Regions from separate parts of the Gossypium hirsutum genome. Here regions 1 and 3 are each linked to region 2. A link is a contact called in public Hi-C data. All regions are on one chromosome and are shown on one strand. Each heading gives the region's core, a stretch centred on a gene start, on an enhancer-like site or on the middle of the called end of the contact. The rest is flanking DNA. Distances are from core to core; before and after follow the strand shown. Region 1 holds the start of LOC107941173 (auxin transporter-like protein 2). Region 2 holds the start of LOC107960342 (60S acidic ribosomal protein P0). Region 3 has its middle 6.8 kb from the start of LOC121229885.

Evidence for each region. A called contact is a pair of places that touch in the nucleus more often than the background predicts.
Region 1: a Hi-C map of leaf shows a contact between it and region 2, with 2.5 times the contacts expected there. The contact joins the promoter of LOC107941173 here to the promoter of LOC107960342 in region 2. A contact is called at or near these places in 17 of 34 Hi-C or Micro-C datasets (anther, callus, fibers and 4 more).
Region 3: a Hi-C map of leaf shows a contact between it and region 2, with 2.9 times the contacts expected there. The contact joins the enhancer-like site here to the promoter of LOC107960342 in region 2. A contact is called at or near these places in 11 of 34 Hi-C or Micro-C datasets (anther, callus, fibers and 3 more).

Annotation. Positions count from the first base shown.
Region 1 is chrA05:78,565,267-78,568,014 of Gossypium_hirsutum_v2.1, forward strand. It overlaps LOC107941173 (auxin transporter-like protein 2), which reads left to right and starts at 1,332. Exons shown (of 11, transcript XM_016874728.2): 1 at 1,332-1,604.
Region 2 is chrA05:78,318,138-78,321,083 of Gossypium_hirsutum_v2.1, forward strand. LOC107960342 (60S acidic ribosomal protein P0) reads right to left here and starts at 1,281. Exons shown (of 5, transcript XM_016896677.2): 1 at 758-1,281; 2 at 579-647. The coding sequence starts at 1,015.
Region 3 is chrA05:78,175,544-78,178,662 of Gossypium_hirsutum_v2.1, forward strand. No RefSeq gene overlaps it. Among protein-coding and RNA genes, the nearest start is that of LOC121229885, 6.8 kb to the right of the region's middle. Within about 2 kb of position 1,393, at least 7 of the 9 cell types and tissues checked have an H3K27ac peak or open chromatin away from gene starts, as enhancers often do. A contact at or near this core is called in fibers, hypocotyl and leaf, where this site is marked.

The sequences.
Region 1 (2,748 bases), core at 82-2,581, 250 kb after region 2:
CTCTCAGTACAATGTGGCCAATATAATTTATCTCCAACTAAGTTGTCCTGCTTCTTTCAAGTCGACGAGTTGTAGTATCTACCTTAAATGTACTAGATTTTGAGATTTATCAAACATTAGAAAACCCCTGATTGACCTTAGGATGAATGCCCGGGGCATATTATTCTCTTTTAATGGTAATCACGAAGTTGTCGATATAATTGAAATTTTCTTCCAACCATAGTATCTTCCCTAATAGTTGCTTGCAAATTGCACTCCAATCGCCAATGACATTGCCGCTGTAATGATTGGTCCATCCACCGATAAACTGAATTGTAAAGCTACGTCCTTGAGTGTAATAGTACACTCACTGCACGAAAGATAGAATGTGTATGTCTCAGGTCTCCATCTTTCCATCAAAGCACGAATAAATGTGGGATCTTGTTTAGTCCCCTCTACCATACGAGACATGTGCAAGAATCTCACCTCTTGCAAGTGTTATTCACTAACACGTGGTGCCCTCACAATTAAATTGTGTATGTACGTCTCTAAAATTTGATTTTTGGCCTGATTATATAAACATAAAAAAATTATAAAATTAATAATATTAACAACTTAATAATGAACTTAATTAAAATTAAAAATTTTAATAAATTTTCTTACCATTTACAATAGGACACAAAAAATGTGATTGTCCTCAAAACGAATAAGCATAATTTTCATTATAAAAATCAATTAAAAAAAGAAATTACAAAGTATAAAATTAAAACAACAAGATTTTGAGAAAAATTGAATGAAAATTTGATAACTAAAAAATTTAGAGAATTGAAAGAATGGATGAATTAAGTGAATTGATACAACTATTAGAATGTGATTTAAATGAAAAAAAAACTAATTTATATAGCAAATAAAATAAAAAAATGATTTGAGTTTATACAGTAAATAAACTAACTGTTTTTAGTTGTTGAAGAAAATCTTTCTCGTTACATTTTTGATAATGCCTCCTACTAGACACAGTTTGATATGACTTGATAGGAAAGTAGGTGAATTTACCCTCAGTTATTAGCTTGTTTCATATACTTTTTTTTAATTTATCCTTTCTTCAAGCGAAGAATAGGAAAATTCTTCTAATTCTTGTTGGAATCTAAATGTGGAAAAGAAAGTGATTTTTTATATTTAATGGGCTTAAATCATAGGCTTAAAAGAACTGGGTATTTAGCTGGTTTTCTTAACGATAATAAGGCAATGTTTGGTTGGGTGTAATAGGAATAAATTATAGCCCAATTCAATGGGCCCACCACCAAACCAACATTTGGTTGCCTGTAATGGCTATTACACGCTGAATGGAATCAGCTTCCATGATACTACGGCCCGTAATAGCAATTCAGGGGCTTGGGGTCTGATTAGCTATTCAAAGGAACGAGTAATAACATTTTTCCCTATTTTGGACCAAAATATCCTGTCTCTCATCTTCATCTTCGTCGTTTTCACTTTTACACTTCCGACAATTTCTTCATAAACATTTTTCCCAAAGTAAACCCTATAGAAATTGGATCCTTAATCGACGAAAAATCAAGCTTCATTCACCATCTTCATCTTCCTTCCGTTGAACCTCCTTATTTACGGTAAGTGATCGCCTTTGATTCTTTTTTTTTCCTATGATTTTGTTAGTTAAAGTTCTTTTTCGGTCTCACTCTGATCCTTCTCGGTTTCTTCATTAGATCCTCATAATTTTTGTGTTCTTTTTTTTGGGGGGGGTTTCTAGAGTTTGATTTGGTAGCTGAATTATTTTGGGTTTTAATGAATCAAAAGCTTCAGCAAATTATTTTAAAATGTTCTTAGTTTGTTTGTGTGAATTTTGTAAATGTTTCATGCTAAATTTTTGTTTCTTAATTTTTGTTTCATGATTTAAGTGGCTGTGCTATGGTGTTACCCCTTTCTAGCTACTATTGTATCTGCTGCCTTGAAGTTCACCAGTCGCCACCGTCGTCTCCAACTGCCGCTATCGGCGTCGAGTTCAAATGAGGCTATGCTGCCATTTTTTTACCAACTTTTTGCTTATTTGTTTGCGTAGCTTGGGTTGTAAAATGTGAACAAAGTTAAGCTATTTGTTCTGCTCTTTCTGTCATTCTTCTTGTTTTTCTTCCTTCACACCACTCTCCTACCACCGTCAGCTTTCTTATTGAGGTCACATTCCATCGATTACCCTAACCAATCAAGATCCCATGGCTACACCATTGCCAATTCCACCTAAACTCCCTTGCAGCTAAAAGCTCTGACCTTTACTGCTTCGCTTGCCATGCTTACTTCTTTTCTCATTTTCCTCTTATTATTCCTATCTCCGGCTTTTTCTTTAAATTTGTGCTTTCTACTGAGCTTTTTATCTGATCTCTCATAGAAGGGTTAAGTATTACATTTGCTCAATCAATTCTGAGTATTATGGATGCTACTTGCGTCTGTTTGAATGCAAAAGCAAAATGGAATTCGATTTCATTTTGTTACGTTTGGAGTAAGAAATGTTAACTTTTTTCATTTTCTAATTTTTTTGCTTTTTTATGTGTTGTTTAATTATTTTAGAGTTGCAGAATTCTCACTGTAAATAAGTGCAAAAGTCTGTAATAGAAATTTGATAAATATGTATTGTTCACTTTTCACAATATTCCTAATTGCTCATATTCTTTAGTGAGCTACAATAACAGAAAATTAACTAAAATAATTGTTCCCCCCCTAAAACTACAGGTAGAGTTTCGTGATGTTGACAATGGAAAC
Region 2 (2,946 bases), core at 31-2,530:
ACATATGAGTTTCAAATCTAGAACCAAAAGGACACACAATTGGACTCCACAAAGAGATTTCCATCGAATGTATTGGTTAATTCAAGTATGGGGGTTCAAGTAAACTATTATAATATACTAGCAAATGAACCAGAAGCAAATGGTGTCCCCATTCTAAATCCAGAACCAAAAGAAAACCAGATAGAACTCCACAATTGGACTGGTATCAAATCCATTGCTTAATTTAAGAAAATGGATTGCCGCAAACAATCACAATACGTTAGCAAGTGAGTTGAAAGCAAAGAATGAATCCCCAAAAGCATACATTCAACTTAACTTCTTACAATCGAGCCCAAATACTGAGAATGGAATTTCTCAGCTATCAAAAAGCTAAAATATTATTAAATCAATGTGAAAGATAAATACCTACTTTCAACAACATAACAATAACTTCAACAGAATATGAAATATCAAGTTCACATGTTCTTAATTCGATTTTCCATTTATTACATTGCAACATTGACAAAAAAAGAATGACAGAAACAATTCTAATATCAAATATTTCAATTTTAATTCATATGAAAGATGTAATAACAAACCTTGTACTTGGCAACTTCCTCACTGACTTCCTTCAAATCACCCTTGGTAAAAATCAAACCAACATTTCCCTGATTTAAAAAACCCATAAAACAATCACTTCATTGCTCTATACACAAAATAATAATGAGCCCAATATACAAAATAATATATATTAATAAATATTAGAAGTTTAAAGAACCTGAAGCAAGGGGATAAGGTTAAGGAAAGCCTGGTTTCCGGTTTTCTCAGCGTGCATACGGACGGACCTTTTCATCATTGTATTTTTACCCATGAGAACAACTGAGTCACCTCGAAGACCTTTGCGAATGTCCTGGAGCTGATTCGAACCCACATTGTCGGCTGCCGCAATTAAGATCTGGGTGTACTCGTCTAAGAGTTGACATAATTTAGCATCGTAGGCGATTTTCTTGTCGGCTTTGGAGGGCTTCACTGCCATTTTGGGTTGGTAGTATTAGTAACAAAAGGCCAAGACGATGCGTTTATGCTCGGTTAAAATGGAGATTAGGGTTACAGTAGGGTTATATAGTAGGATGAGAAATGGGAAAGGGAAATTAGGGTTTTAGGGTTGTTCTTGACCAGACGGTCGAGATTGGGTTTGGGCTTCATATTCGACCGGTTTATCATGGTTTAGTGGACCTTAGAAATTGCCCTTTTCAAGACAACCTTGAAAATCAACATTCAAATAGAAGATTGAATACTCCATGATTTAACTTCAAAAATTATTTTTATATAAGTTATAAAAAATTATATTATAATGATAAATAAGTAGGAGTGTTTGGTATGGGTATGGCCAAAAGTTTCTACGACTATATTATAAATCTTAAAAAATTATGTTATAAAAAATAATTTATATGTAATTTTGAAAGTTATAATAAAAAATTATATTATAAAAATAAATTTAATGTTATAAAAATGTTATAATCTACTTACTTATAAAAAGTTATAATCATAAAGTATGGGCAAAACTTATTTACGCATCTAGGGGCAGATCCTCTAGAAGGCCTTGGCCCTCAAAATTTTAAGAAAAATTGGTTTTTTTTTCCTTGAAATTTTTAGAAAATTTTAATTAAGCTTCCTCAAATTTATGAAAATTCTTATTAATCTCACAAAATTTTCAATTAGACCTCAATTGTTTTTTAAAAAAAATCTCATTAAACTCTTAAAATTTTTAAAATTTTTATTAGGCCCACCATTGTACGTGTCCATGCTATATAGTATAGAAAATATTTATAACAAATGTTATAATTTTTTGCATTATTTATTTATAAAAAAATAACTTCCTAAAGTTATGACAAAAATTATCTTATTTATAAGAGATGTTTGAAAGTTATTGGATATTTTATAAAACATTTCTTTAAAAAGGTTATATATTATAAAAATTATATTATTTTAACTGAAGTACTTATTATAGAAAGGGTATAGCCTAGCATAAGTCTTTTTTTCAAATTGAGTTTATATAATTAAAACTATAGTTTGTTTGCGCTGGGAACCCAAATATAATGTGGTAGATGCTACCTATGGAAATGCAAAAATATTTTCTTGCACCATATCATGTGGTACGATACCATTTGAGAGAATGGAGCCAAACATAAGTACTAGAGACAACTTGTGAAACTCTTTAATTTGAGACATTGAAAGCTTCCAAAATATGGTTAAGAAGACATTTATTATTCTAAAAAAAGGTTGCCTATATTAATAGCACCACCTTAGCATAACATTAAAAAAAAAGAAAAGAAAAAGATTGGATCATACCAGCATGTTATATACTTTATAACTTTATTTATAGGTGAAATTGAAATTATTCAAACTTTGAAGAGTATTATATGGAAGAAAAAAATCTTGATAATCTTAATGATGCAAATTCATATTTAGATGTAATAAGGACTATACGTTGAATGTTAAAGAGTGAATAACCCAACCAATATGCAATGCTAAAGCAATTAGATCAAACTACATATGATATTTATTTTTATTGTTACTTTTATTATTAATAATATTATCAGCTATTTTCTTGGACTAACATATTACATATGGTAATTCAATTTTAATTTTTGTTACCCATTTAGAATTTTTTTATCATACTAATACGTTTATAGTAATTAATATTTTACAAAATAAATTGTATAACTGTCTAATTACAATTTTTTAATTACAATAGAATATAATTATTAAGATAGTAATTATATTTTTATGCTAGTAAAATATACCATAAATGTAGTTTTTATTATATTAGAGAATTTTATATCATTAAAATTCGTTTATAAATACATGTTGGACATGTGCATGTTTAATTTAAATTTTCTAGTTTGCTTTTGTTTATTTGGAAGCATTAAACTTGTTTATCTACATTCATATCAAGATATGTAT
Region 3 (3,119 bases), core at 143-2,642, 140 kb before region 2:
AATTTTCTTTTCCTTAACATCAATTTTTCCTCTTTGGTTAAGTATGCTTTAAGATTTTTGTTTCATAAACTACACTCTCCCTTTCAAAAGGAAGCAAACTTCTCCAACAAAGACAAACACGGTGACCTATGAGGACACACTATGACGCGAAAGTTTCAACTTTAAAAAAAGCCCAGTGATATCACACCTTCCTCTAGTCTTATATATTTAAGTTGAATTTCGAATAGTAGATTAGAGAATTTGGACTTTTTGCACCAATTCTATTGTTCCCATTGATTATTGGAATTGTATAATTGGTTAGTATGGCCCCTCGTAAAAGTCCAATGTCTCAAAAAATCAAGAAGTGCAATGCTCTTGATGAACCATGGAGACGATTTGTCTTCAATGACGTTGTGACCCAAGTCGATAATTTTTTGGATAAATTGCTAATACCTGAGCATGGATTCAATTTTTCCATGCAATTATTTCACAATCCGATCATAACCAAGGACGATCGCTTATGGTGGTTCCAATTTTGTCGAATACCTCTAAAATCGTTAGTTATATCAATTATGTAGGAATTCTACGTGAGTTTCCCTGAGGCGTAAGACAATAAAGTCTTCATGAGAGGCATTTTCGTAGAAGCCTCTCCTACTGCAATCAAGGTGATTTATAAAACACCTCACTATATCCCAGAATTTTATGAAAATTTACAAGAAAATGAGGTGGATTATGACGAAATTATAAACTCGTTAACTGAAGGTAAAGGCATCTAGACTTGTAAAGCAGTGACCAGAGAACTCTTACAATTCCAACGATCCATCATGACCTCTAAGGCTAAAATGTGTATGTACTTTATTATTGCAATTTTTTTTCCTGCTCAGCATGTCACAGACCCATGATCATGCTCTTTTCTTGTATGAGATTTTCCAGAGTTGAAAGATAAATTTGGGGGATCAGATCCATTACAAAATGCAAAAAATGTGCCAGAGGGCACACACAAGGACTTTCGTATCCACATATAATCATAGAGATGTGTAGGAGGGTCGGTGTTGTGATAGATCCCGAGGAATCGACTTGCCCACCAAAGGGTGTTCTAAACGATATTATTATTGAGTGGTTTTATAATCAACATACAATTCGAATGGAAAGGAAGAATGAACAAGTAGCTGCACATCGGGAGTACACCAGAGACCATGGGCTCCCGAAACCAATGGAAGAGCCCCAATCCAGCAAACCCGATGAATAAGGAAATTCTCATGTAGATATTGACCCATGTCGAGTACCAAACAAGGTGGATGGCCCGTTTTGCTGAGCAATCAAGCGTAAACAACTTCCAATGGCCCTATTTCTGCACCAGCCCAACGGATGTAGATCCTTCGATAACGCCACAAAGTGGTAGTGCACGATCTAGACCACAAGAAAGAGGGATCCCCGTCTGCGACATACCCGACACCTTCCAGCTCGCATAAGAAGGACCATCCACATCAAGAAGGAAAGAGACGAGGTTCGTCTTGGACGAGAATGGTGTGAGCTCAGAAAAGTTTGATAACGACACTATTGTAGACTTATGAGGGAATTTTTCAATTTATAACTTCTTTTCTTTTTACAAAAAAAAAATTCATACTGTTAGTTAGATTTTTATTTTATTTTAAAAAATTTAGCATAATTTCTATTTTCAAGCTTAATTAGATTTTTTTTTAATTGTAAAAAAAAATTATGTGTAGGAACTCATAGTTTTTATGGCACAAAGTTTTTTAGAGCTAAACCGAAAAGTACGAAATGATCCAACAACATTCGCGACACTGACATGTTAAAATGGGTAATTTTGTTTCTTCATTATTATTGGAGAACATTAGGGACAATGTGTTAAATAAAGTGTGGGGTGATATAGAGTTTTTAATTTTTAAATGTTTCATTGGTATTTCTGTTAAATTTTTGTAATATTTTTAGTTGAATTTTTTCTTTATGTTGTGTCTGTGCTTGCGCTTATAGAAATACAAGTGATTGGTTAAGAGCATGTCCATGGGTTGTTTGATTAAACTGTAAATTTAGCTTGAAAATAAACAATTTTAGGTTATTTGCATTTAGACTAGTTTTTTTAATTTGTTAAATTGTAAAAAAGAAAAAGGAGTTAAATGTACCAAATGACATAGGTATATACGAGTAGGTATATATATTTGTTGAATAATAGGTTGTTTAAATTTGAATAATCAGTAATTAAATCCATAGTTATTGAAAAGGCACGGTATAATAAGTATAAAATCTTTACAAGTATGTGTTTTAAATTAAAAATGAATCAGCGAACAAAAGCATTGTGAAGGTTAAAAGCAAAGCGAGTGTGATAAAAGCATAGAACAAATAAAAGCCAAGACAGTGAAAAGTGATCATAGTGAAATATATCAAAAAGTTGTCCACATGGTCTGGGGTGATCCGCACGCTCGTGTGTCACACACGAGCGTGTCATAGGTAGTGTGAATGTTGGAGCTAATTTTTCAAAATTATTTTTTGACCCTCACGGTCTTAGTGGAGGCACACGGCCTAAAGACACGATCATGTGACCCAGATGCCCATGTACACAAGCATGGGAGAAGCGAACAACAACAACACACAGTCTGAGTGATACCACACAGCATGGCCACACGGTCGTGTATGACACATAGCCTAGTCACACAGTCATGCAAAGGCCGTCTAGACACTAAAGCAAATTTTTAAAATTTTCTAATAAGCTACATGGCCTAGCCATATGACCATAGTTTGGCCATACGGCCATGTTCCCTCTTTTAATACTAGGGGGTTTTCAATTTTTTTTCCTTCCCCCAACACCATCGTGGGTACGCACCCGCCCTCTCTTTTTTTGTTATTTTATTTATTATATTTGTTTTATTATAATATTATTATTTCTATTTTTATTCTGCTAAGTTTTTTATTAAAATAGTATTAGATTTTTTTATATTTTTTATTTTCTTTTAAATTGTTTAGATTTTATTTTGTTTTATGTTTTATTTCTTTTTCTTTTTCTTTTTCTTTTGTTATTTCTTTTTTATTTTATTTTTTAGACTTATATGTTCGTTTTTATTTTTATTTTGAACTTTACTGTTATTTTTTTAACAGATTCTTTTCTATTTTTTCATCTCTTC